Regions from separate parts of the Oryctolagus cuniculus genome. Here region 1 is linked to region 2. The links are chromatin contacts, called in public Hi-C maps. All regions are on one chromosome and are shown on one strand. Each heading gives the region's core, a stretch centred on a gene start, on an enhancer-like site or on the middle of the called end of the contact. The rest is flanking DNA. Distances are from core to core; before and after follow the strand shown.

Region 1 (5,909 bases), core at 2,662-5,161, 55 kb after region 2:
TAAAAGGTATCTTCTGATTAAATAGGATCCAATTTTTAAATACATTAAAAGACCAAAATTTTTATAGTCAAGAATGTGAATAAAAACTCCCTGAGTAATTTCTTTTGCCAGCCTGAACTTTTATAATTTGGGCTTTCTTAAAGTAAGAAAATGTGCAAGTACATAAGCACTCGGTCTCTGGAAAGTATGTAAAACTACTGCTGGGCACTCCTCTGCAATGAAGCGTCAGGATTCACAACCTAAATACCCAAAAAGAACAGCTCAAGCAATCCTTTTTTTAGGGATAGGGGAAGAATTCTGCAACAAAAAGACAACAAGTTCTATCTGCAAAGGACAAGAGAATCTGCAATGGTCAGGTCTTGGTACCTGAACCCCCTGGGATGTCAAAAAAGAAAAAAAAAAAAAAAAAAAAACACAAAATCTAGGTATAGTATATGTGTGTGTGTGTGTACACATATATAAATCTTTTAGTTCTGCCAGAACCACAAAACTGCTAAATAAAGATTTTTTTTTTTTTTTGACAGGCAGAGTGGACAGTGAGAGAGAGAGAGAGAGAGAGAAAGGTCTTCCTTTGCCGTTGGTTCATCCTCCAATGGCCGCTGCGGCCGGCGCACCGCGCTGATCCGATGGCAGGAGCCAGGAGCCAGGTGCTTTTCCTGGTCTCCCATGGGGTGAAGGGCCCAAGCACCTGGGCCATCCTCCACTGCACTCCCGGGCCACAGCAGAGAGCTGGCCTGGAAGAGGGGCAACCGGGACAGAATCCGGCGCCCCAACCGGGACTAGAACCCAGTGTGCCGGCGCCGCTAGGCGGAGGATTAGCCTAGTGAGCCGCGGCGCCGGCCAATAAAGATTTTTTTTTTAAAGATTTTTTTTGCTTTCATTTTTCTGAGTTAAGACTGGCTGGGGGACCAGCGTGATGGCATAGTGAGAAAAGCCGCCACCTGCAGTGCTGGCATTCCATATGGGAGCTGGTTCACTTGCGATCTAGCTCTCTGCTATGGCCTGGGAAAGCAGTAGAAGAGGGCCCAACTCCTTGGGCCCCTGCACCCACATGGGAGATCTGGAAGAAGCTCCTGGCTCCTGGCTTTGGATTGGCTTAGCTTTGGCCATTGTGGCCACCTGGGGAGTGAACCAGCAGATGGAAGATCCCTCTCTCTGGCTCTCCCTCTGCCTCTCGCTAACTCTGCCTTTCAAATAAATAAATAAATTCTAAAAAAAAAAAAAAAAAGGACTGCCTGGAAAAGATTAATCCTTAATCCTTACAAAAGCATAAAAGCATTAATATGTATATGTCTTAGATATTTTGGGATATTCCTTTATTCAACAGATGTTTAACTGGTATAATCAAATGTGACTTAATTTATGCCATGGTAATATTTTTCAAATGTACTTACATTGACAAATGAGAGAATACTCTTTGTAAAGGCTGTGTGTGTTCTAGTTTTTTGTTCAGGAAGTACGCTCACCATATTCCTAGCATGTAAGATCTGGGTTAAGAGCTCTTGACTTCAGTATGAAGTCACTCTTTACAATATGCATGCTAAATGTTTTCTAAAACAAGCAAACAACTTGAAAAATTAAACTTCTTGTAATCTGGGTCTGACTTACAACCTGGAGCTATAAGGAAAGCAGTGACAAGACCATGATTTGCATCTATCACAAACGGGGTCCGTGGGAAGGTTTGGTTCATGATTAATGTGTTATACATGTCTACAAACATATTCTGTGTTGCCTGAAACTAGAGATTCTAATGTTCATAAACATTTTCCTCTTACGAAAGTTGTGACTGTTAATAGCACAACAATGTAGCTATTATTTTGACTTTGATAGTATTTCTTTCAAGAAATACTATTATCAGTTACTGAATGCACATGCTTGCTCACTACTGAAAAGTTCCAAAATGCCAAACCCCAAATAAAAAATTTAAATTTGAAAAATGCAAGGTAATTTTAAATCCAGAACATTTTGGTATGTATGTTTATAGCCCAAGTAGAAAATTAAAATATTCTAATTTTCTCTGACTAAATGTGACATTTGCATACAATTGAAAGTACTCACAATAGGGAGGGAAAGAGGGACTCCAAGGGCAAGAGAGGATGTGTGTGTGCCACCCCACCCCCTATCATGGCAGTGTCTGTTCTCACAGGTCCTTTCATCCTCTGTGGCTCTGTTATTTGAGTATGTGTTGTGAACAGTCTAGCTCACCCTGCTTTGCCCTTGGGGTCCAGACTTCTTTGTCCTTGGTCTTGGTTTCATTCTAAATTCATGTCAGCACCCCTCTACCCCCACACCTCCAATCCTGACTTCATCTAACTTTTTAAATCCATTGGCATAGTTATAGATTTTTAAATTGGCAGTATCTATAGTTATAGCTTGCTTTTCTTTTCTAATGCTTGCTTCAAAGAATATTGTTTTTCTCAGTAAAGTTAAAAAAAAAAAAAAACAAAAAAAAAAAACAAGGAAAGTGCTACAGAGAGAAATAAATTACAAAGAAAGGTAAGGTTGGAGGGCAAGCAGAAGCCCTGACGGTACTGCCTTCGTAACAGGACAGGACAAGGACCTTGTTCTGCAGTGATTATAGGAATAATAATAGCAGCAGTTAAAAAAAAAAGCCAGATCATTTTTAAACATTAACTGTTCATTATTGGTTGGTCATGTATTAAGCAAGTATTTCCTATGTATTAACCTCATTTGATCTTCATTTAACCTTACTGCTAAATTTATTAACCTGATGCTCTAGATGAAGAATTTGAGAGCTGAAGATTTATATAATCGAAACTATCCAAGGTCACACTGTCTGCAAGAGACAGAGACTAAAACTGAATCTGTTTCTGTCTATACCTTGAGAGCCAGCACTTTCAATGAAACATCACCCAGTATCTAAGATTAGTTAGGTGTTTTCACACTCATTACCTCAGTTAAACAGAGAGAGAGAACAAAGCTCAAAGACACCAAGAAAACCCATGTGCTGAGCAGCACAGGTGTACAGGGAGTACCGACACTCAGCTGCTTGCCTTGGTAACAAGGAGCTAGCCTAAGGCCGGCAAATTTTACTCAAGCCAAATTACCATGATACTAAGTGGGTAGGGGCAAGAGACTACAACTTTCTCCATCTGTAAAACAGAAAATTCAGATGATCCCAACTCACTTTTGCAGTTTCTATGAGAAATCATCAAAGCTTCACAGAGGAAGTTCCCCAGTGACAAATCTGGCCAAAATTTAAAACGGCCGTATCTTCAGAGATGCTGAGCAAGGATACGGACCACTCATTTCCCAACTTATGAACTCTCCCTTCTCAGAAACGCACAGAGGTGATCCGAGAGAATGCTGGATGCTGCCTCTTTCTGGAGATGCAGGAGCTAGAATACACGCCCCTTCAGCTCCCTTTCAATCCTGAAAGTGTCATTCTCTCAGATACTGTACTGGGACAGCTTACTGAGAAAGGATAGCTGCTGGGAAGTCAAGACATATGACTGTTTGTCACCTAAACTTCCAGGGAAGCCATTTGGAAGTGACCCCAGTCCAGGGCTTCCTAGGCTCTAAGGTGCCAAGGTACTTGTTTGCAGCTCTTAGGATCTACTTCTGAGCCAGTATGCACTCAGTTCAGTAGCTGAGATAAAAGTCATTCTATATTTTAACATCAGAGAATAACTGGCCTTGAGTGTAAAGCAGCCACAGGTCAGGCAGTCTCAAAACCAAAGAAAAGAAATGAAAAACAGTGTCAAGTTCACACAGGCTGATATCATTTTAAGAAACCTCCTAAAGTCACAAACCACAAGCATTTCAGTCATGCTCTCAGAGCCATTTCGGCAACTGAGTTAAAAACCAAGCTCCAAGCAGCCAGTGAGAGTCATCAGCAGAACCAGGCTCCCGCAGCTTCTGAGACAAAGAGGACATTCATCTGCCGTGTGGTTTCTCAGAAAGCGTATCTACCCAGCACGCTCCCCGGGCAATTTTGGATACATATGTCTTTTTCAGAATGCTGTTCTTGGCTGGTTTTCTGAAAGTAAAGAGTACAAGATCTCATTATATTCCAAAGTACAAATGAATTCAGTCTCAACATACTTTAAATCCAGCTTTACAGGAAAAATAGAAAGTTGAAACAGAAATAGCGTTCCCTGTCAAGGACAATTTAGAAGTCTTCTCACCAGAAACCGCTCAGCGTGATTAGCCCAGCAAAGACCCAGAAACAGGCAAGCAGCATTTATTCTGGCCACCTCCTGGGCATTCACAAGGCACTGCCAGGTCAGGGACCTGCAGCAGATCATGGTCCCCACTCACCCACCAGAAAAAGGTTCAAAAGGGAAACAAGCAGGGAGATGGTCCAGACAGCTGCTGGGAAGGATCTGAGAGCACCGGATTTTGGTAGTTAAAATCCCGGCTAATTCACACACTCGATAGCAAAACAACAACCACAACAATAAAAGCAAAGCCAACACCTAAAACCTCTCACTGATGAGAAGCAAGCCTGACTTAGTAACTTAGAAAGAAGCCTAATTCCAACCAGAAATGCTCCAAATACCAAATATCAGAGCAAAAGAGAATGATTCAGTCAAAATAATAAAATGGTTTTAACTATTTTTAACAATAAAGAAACGAAAAGAAATCAAGACATACTGTACATGCATAATGACCTCAGCTGTGTAAAAGAATATAGGAGGAAATATGTCAAAATGGAAGTTATGATTACTGTTCAGGGTGACACAATTGTAGGGAACACTTTATCGCTCAGCTTCTTCAGTCTCTAAACCTTCTATAATTTGTATGGATTCTGTTTATAAGGAGAGGAAAATAATATTATAACATCATAGAAGAGCAAACAACCTAAAAGAGGAGGAGAAAATAACATTTATTAAGTGTTTACTGCAGGACAGGGGCTAGCCTAATGCTTTGCATTTATTATTTCATTTGATACTCATAACAGTCCTGAGTTAGATGTGATTCTATCCATGAGTGACAGAAGATAACATAGCAGGTGCAGAAGACCCGCTATGAACCCTGGCAGAATGATCCAGGGATTCTAATGGCAGTGTGTATGCTGCATCCCAACCACAGCGGCAGACTCTATCTCCCTCCCTACAAGGTTCAATGATAAAATATACTTTAAAGGACATTATCATAATCTAGAAGGATGTGTGGCACAGTGGGTTAAGCTTGTAGCACCGGCATTCCATACGGGTGCCGGTTCAAGTCCCAGCTGCTCCACTTCCAATCCAGCTCCCTGCTAGTGCACCTGGGAAAGCAGTGGAAGATGGCTCAAGTCCTTGGGGCCCTGTACCCACATAGGGGACCCAGAAGAAGCTCCTGGTTCTTGGTTTTGGCCTGGCCTGGCCCTGGTTATTGCAGCCAACAACCTTTGATCATCTTCTGTGAACCAAAGGAAGGAAAATCTCTTCTATCTTTCCTTCTCCCTCTCTCTATAATTCTGCCTTTCAAGTAAATAAACAAATCTTATTTTAAAAAGATTCAAAATAGAAGAATTAAGAACGCCTCTGACACTATAAAAAGAGTCCACATGGCAGAACAAACTATCACTGTAGTTGAAAATATACTAGCATAACAAATACACAATCAACCCACAATATAGAAGATAGATAGGAATAATTGTCAAAAAAGACCCTAAGTATTAGACTATCAAAAACAACCAAAAAGACCTATCAGACTATCAAAAAAAAAAATTAGAGATACAATTACTAAAGTTGGACAGAAAGGATCTGATTTTGAATCCCCAAAAGTTCCCCAGCACATGGAGCCTAGAGAACAGAAATTTAAGAGAGGAACAAAAAGCGCTGTACTTGACGCCAAATTATATAATCCACAGTCAGCCTTAGGAGGCCTGCCTCACTTCTTTTTTCAGTTCAGCACTGAAGGCCTTTTGGTTAGAAATAATCAATTTTGCTTGGCAGAAA
Region 2 (5,956 bases), core at 2,339-4,838:
TGCCGTGGCTCACTAGGCTAATCCTCCGCCTTGCAGCACCAGCACACCGGGTTCTAGTCCCAGTCGGAGCACCGGATTCTGTCCCGATTGCCCCTCTTCCAGGCCAGCTCTCTGCTGTGGCCAGGGAATGCAGTGGAGGATGGCCCAAGTACTTGGGCCCTGCACCCCATGGGAGATCAGGAGAAGTACCTGGCTCCTGCCTTCAGATCAGTGCGGTGCAATGGCCACAGCGCGGCGGCCATTGGAGGGTGAACCAACGGCAAAAGGAAGACCTTTCTCTCTGTCTCTCTCTCTCACTGTCCACTCTGCCTGTCAAAAAAAAAAAAAAAAAAAAAAAGAAGAGAATGGTGAACAGAAAGTTCAAGATAGTGGTCACTTCTGAAGCAGTGACGCTAAGGTTTGGTTCTAAATTTGTAGGTTCAGCAATGCTTATTTTAACTGCATACAGAACGTTTATCACAGTCTTTCATATGTAGAATTTACAAGGGTTTTTAAAACAAAGAAATAGCAACAAAAATCAGCTGCCAAATTGTGGGGATGATTAGGGAAGCTTAATTATGAACTGGCTGGGAAAGGCACACAGGTCTTACAGCCGTATGATTGGATACGATAATGGCAACATGTCCTGATTCTTAGAGCCTGCATACTGATCCATTAGGAAGAAGGGATAAGGGGTCGGCGCCGTGGCTCACTTGGTTAATCCTTCACCTGTGGTGCCAGCATCCCATAGGGGCACCGGGTTCTAGTCCCAGTTGCTCCTCTTCCAGTCTAGCTCTCTGCTGTGGCCAGGGAAGGCAGTGGAGGATGGCCCAAGTGCTTGGGCCCCAGCACCCACATGGGAGACCAGGAAGAGGCAACTGGCTCCTGGCTTCAGATCGGTATAGCTCTGGCTGTTGCGGACATTTTGGGGGTGAACCATCAAATGGAAGACCTTTCTTTCTGTCTCTCTGTCTCTCAACGTCTGCACTCTGTCAAATAAATAAATAAAAAATCTTTAAAAAAAAAAAAAAAGACGTAACATATGCAATTTACTTTCAAATATTTCAACAAATACAGATATCCCAAGCTGTTAATAATTTTAAATAATAATAGATAATTTTCAAATACAAATGTTAAATACACAGCTGCCATAGTTCTGTTCTTTCAACTTTTCTGGAGGTTTAAAAACTTCATAATAGGGCCAGCATTGGGCCCAGTGGGTTAAGCCACCACCTGCAATGCCAGCATCCCATACAGGCACTGGTTCATGTCCTGGTTGCACCACTTCCCAATCAAGCTCTCTGCTAATGCACCTGGAAAAGCAGAAGATGGCCCAAGTACTTGGGCCCCTGCCACCAACATGAGAGACCCAGATGGAGTTCCAGGCTCCTGGTTTCAGCCTTTGGCCTGTCCTAGCTCCAGCTGTTAAGTGAACCAACAGATGGAAGATTCTCATTCTCACTCTCTCTCTCTCTCTCTCTCCCTCTCTCTTCCTTCCTCTCTCCCTCCCTCCTCCCCCATTCTCTGTAACTACTTTTCAAATACATAGTCTTGTTTCATAAAGTTCATGGGAAAACATGGAATGGAAAGTTTTATTTTTAAAAGCTTCCTAATAAAAAGCCAGAGGAAGAAACGGCCAAGACACCTCAACATTCTACCATTTGTTCTGTAACCCCCAGGCTACAGACCTGCCACACAGATGATCTGAGCACAAGCAACCAACTGGTAAGATGGTAACCACAGCTTTGCCACCTGACAAGGACTTGGTGCTCTTCTCGGAATGGAGGGATCCCCTCTGCCTCTACCTGACCTCAACTCAGTCCCTTACACCCTTTAGGATGGGAAAATCCCCAATCCCACTCTCTGTACTATTTGGGTAGCAAATTCCCTAAATCCAACTCAAACCAGCCCAAGCAGAATGGTGAGTTCCACTGGGTGGCTTATAACCATAAGTTACAGGTGGGCTGATGTCATGAAAAAGGGGGTAAGGACTCATTTCCTCAAAATACTGTCCATCTCTCAGCTCCTCTCACTATCACAGATTTCTCTCCTCAGAACCTACTTCTCACCCAATATCTGCAGTTACTGGGTTTGTATCTGCAACATTTCCAAAGCCAAAAGACTTTCCAAAGGACTCCAAAAATTTGGTGCCACCCCCCCCGATACACACACTCACACATCCATGTCTCTCCTTCCAAAGGAAATCCCAAATCCAGTAATTGAGAAAATGGATTAAAAATCCTGGAGAGAGGAGCTTTGACAAAGTCCAGGATGAGAGACAGAGATGACAGCGGGTTCTGGGTTTTTTGATTTTTTTTTTTTTCAGGAAAAAAAAAAAGTTTGTGGGGCATGCATTTGGCCTAGCAGTTAGAACACTGGGATGTCTGTGTTCCTTATCAGAGTGCCTGTGTAATATGTAATTAGGGGGAAAAATCACCCATAAATTTTTCCTCCAAAATAAATCTGCCAAGGTGTTAGAATTCCAAAAGTAACGTGAGGTCACACAAGACAGGGCCCCTCTTTTCCTGAGGGTTTAGAAGACAGCACGAGGCAATCTGGGTAAACCCAAGGAGGAACTTTCTGGCTGCAAGGGTAGGGAGTCCTGGACTGGAATGGATGAAGCAAGCCACATGTCACCCTCCCTTCTCAATGCAGGTGACGATGAAGTACTGCTCTGCTTTCAACACCCAGGGACTGGGGCTGATGGGGAAGCAACAGCGGAAGTCGCAGCTGAGTCAGGAATCAGCTTCACACCCTGGGCCAGTCTCCACCCATCTCAGTTCACAATTTTCTCCTCTTTCAAACCAGAGGGCTGAGAGGTCAGACTCGCTCTCTTCCTATGCTGATGGAGCTTCTGTTTGGGGCCCCTTTGGACACTAAGCCTTCGCTGCCTCTCTTCCACCAACTGCAGAAGCCAACAGCAGAGGCCCCTGGACCATGTGATCTTTCTGCTCAGGATCCCTTGGGGTCAAGGAAGTGGTCCCAGTGGCCACTACAACTGCTATGGCCTGAGAGCTCAGCCAACCCAAAACCATGTTCCACCAACCACCACAGCCAAGCCAGGCTGGGCAGAGGGTGGTTCTCCCAGATGCCACAGGAGGTGACTTCAGCAAGGCAGGGCCAGACTCTCCCAGCCAGGGGATGCCAGGAGGAGACGCCAGGCCTGGCCTCACCCCTGTGCCAGCCTGGGCCTGCCTCCTCGGACAGGGAGCTCTGTCCCTAACCCTAAAGCTGTTTCCCTCCCTAGGCATCCAGAACTCTGAAAACTGCCCTGCCATTTGACACTGACTTCTGTCCCCTGCATAGGACATTGCTGGGGCTTTAGGATCTTAAAGTACATGACTCAACAACCTTCATCCTGTACACAGAAGAGAAAGACTGAAGGGCAAAGAGGGACAAGATGCGCCCGAGATCACAGTTAAGTTGGCTATGCAGAGTCAGCTATGCGGGCAGGACTTGATCCAAGCCATACCCCACCACCACCACCACCACCACCCTGTCTGCATATCCTGCACGGGCAGGATTTACTCGGAGGCCCTTGGGCAGGGGGTGGGGCCGAGATAAGTCAGGCACACGCATGCATGCAGGCCATGCATGCCCTCCTCCTGACTCAGTGGCTGTGACCTCCCTGAGCCTGTAGGTGTTAATTTGGGGCCCCTGGGCTCTGATCTTATTAGGTGCCGGCACAGAAACATGAGGATCTGCAGCGTCCTCCTGGTGGCCCTCCTGGCTCTGGGGAGCCAGCTGCCTGCTGCCTCTGGGCGGAAGAAGGGAGGTGAGTGCAGGTAGAACCCCTACTCCAAGAACAGTACCTCTTTGGGGGGGGGGGGGTTTAGAGGAAGGCCGGCAGTGTGTGTGTGTGTGTGTGTGTGTGCACGTGTGTGTGTCTGCTTCCCAGCGCTTCCAGGAGCCTGTGGTTTTGTTTGTGCATCCTGACACCTGTCCACCCACCTGCATCCTTCTCTGTAAATGTCTTACCGCCAGTGTCTCAGGCTTGCCTGTGCCTGTCTATACATCTTGGCGGGGTGGGGTGGGGTGGTGAAGCCGTGCACCCGTCTCTGTGTATCGGCATGTCGCTGTGCCTGCTTGTCTCTGTGGCCTCCTAGCAATGGCAGCAGTCGTGTGTGTCTGAGCACGTGAACACAGAGCCCTGTGCCTCTGGGGACAGGGCCTGGGAGCTGTCCGGGTCTGCTGTTGCATGGCTGGTACCTGTGGAGCAGTGACTGGGTCTACTTGGCAGGTGCCATGAGCCTTCTCTGGCCCCCAGCCCAACCTGTGGAGGGGCCTGGAGTTGAGTAGGGGTGTAGCTTCTGGTATCTGGGGTCTGTTGGGAGACACCCTGTTGCTCCCTTCCCCCAGTCTTCTGCTCCCATTCCCTCCCCCTGACAAGGCCAGGGCTGCCCTGCCGATGGACAGGTAAGGCCAGACAGGTGTCTCCCAGTCTGGGTGAGGCTGTGGCTTGTGTCCCCTTCTGGGGTTGGAATGCTTTGACCTACATTCACTGCACAGCCCTGGCCCCATTCACAGGAGGAAGTCAGCAACGTGGACAGGTCCTCCTTTTCCCTCTGACTCTGGGGAGCAGACTTCTACATATTCCCTGCCTTTGCCTTTCTCAGAAATAAGTTCCTGTCTAGATCATGAGCTGGTTTAGGGAGGAGGGGGCTCAGAGACCCCCAGGCCAAGAGAGGAAGGACACAGGTGAAGTCCAAGGCCAGGCCCTGTGTCGGCTGTGAGTCAGGCACCACCATGATAAGATGCCCTACTGTGACACAGGAGGCCAGGGCTATCTTTACACCCATGCTACAGATGAAGAAACTGAGGCACAGTGAGAAACCACTCGCCCAAGCCAAAGACCGACTCAGTTAGCATCAAGGTGGCATCTGAGTGTGGATATTTGATCCTGTCCACTTACTTCTTGTAAAATATGGTTCCCTGCCTCTCTCTGGAGAGTAAGTGGTGTCCTGAGGAATAAGGCCTGGCATACAGGAAGTGCAGCATAAGTGGGTGACTTGGGGGAGCTACTGAGGGTCTGGGAAGGCCTCGCACCTCCCAGAGGCAGGAGCGAGGTGCCAGCAGAGCCTGCACCTGGCCAGGACCTCCCAGTGCTGCGTGCTTGTCTGTCTCCTAATCCACCACATCGTGTTCTTCCCTGACTTCTCTCCTGTGAGACATCTGCCAGGCTCTCGGTGAATTTCAGACCCCGTGGAGGCTGAAAGCATAGAGGGAAGAGAAGCCGTGGTTTGCTGCCTGTGGATGCCCAGCCCAGCCCCTCACTCAAATGTCAAGAGTCTCTGATACAAAGAGGCTGGCACAGTGCCTGAGCAACAGCAAGTGCCTAATTAAAGTCACTGGTTTCAACCGCTACACGGTATTAGGGCTTCCTCTGCACTTGGTTGTACACAGATGGCTGTGTGTGCCCATGTGTGTTTCCCTGCACACGCACACACACACACACACACGCTGGCACCAGACAGCAAGGGCTGCTCGATACTCGGGTCCCTGAGTTTAAGAAGGAATTCACGAGCAAGTCAGAGAACAGTGAACAGCCAGCAGTGAGCGTTGCCCTGAGAAAGCAGAGATGTGCACTCCACAGACTGAACGGGGCCTACCTGGAGGGGAGCTGGCCCTTCCTCTGAACTGCTTAATATCACCTGGGTCCTTCATGAACGGGGAGGTACATTCTAGCAAGCGTGTGTTAGGGTGCAGTCTAACAAGGGGAAGGAATACTCACGGCTTTCCTGGGGAGAAGGTGGGCATTCCCCGGGCACCCTTCTTGCTCTTTAGGTGGTCCCGTGTTTCCTGTCACGGCACCTGGCAGGTGTGCCATTTTGCATGCTAATGTATTACATGAGCGTGTAATAAGCTGTAGGTCAATCAAGGTCAGGTTTGGCTCCCTAAACTGGTCTGAGCCTGGTTCATATGGGGGGGGGGCAGAGGGCGGTGGGAGACAGGGGTTTGTTTATCTTCAGAGCAAGGG

Evidence for each region. Hi-C and Micro-C count contacts between places; a contact is called where the count stands out from the background.
Region 1: a contact with region 2 is called in a Hi-C map of an unstated tissue, with 2.6 times the contacts expected there. The contact joins the enhancer-like site here to the promoter of WFDC5 in region 2. A contact is called at or near these places in 3 of 6 Hi-C or Micro-C datasets (ear pinna, psoas muscle and an unstated tissue).

The regions. Positions count from the first base shown.
Region 1 is chr11:14,118,445-14,124,353 of mOryCun1.1, forward strand. All of the region lies in intron 10 of STK4 (serine/threonine kinase 4), which reads right to left. Among named protein-coding and RNA genes, the nearest start is that of KCNS1, 40 kb to the left of the region's middle. Within about 2 kb of position 3,912, at least 1 of the 8 cell types and tissues checked has an H3K27ac peak or open chromatin away from gene starts, as enhancers often do.
Region 2 is chr11:14,063,401-14,069,356 of mOryCun1.1, forward strand. WFDC5 (WAP four-disulfide core domain 5) reads left to right here and starts at 3,589. Exons shown (of 4, transcript XM_008274755.4): 1 at 3,589-3,754. The coding sequence starts at 3,673.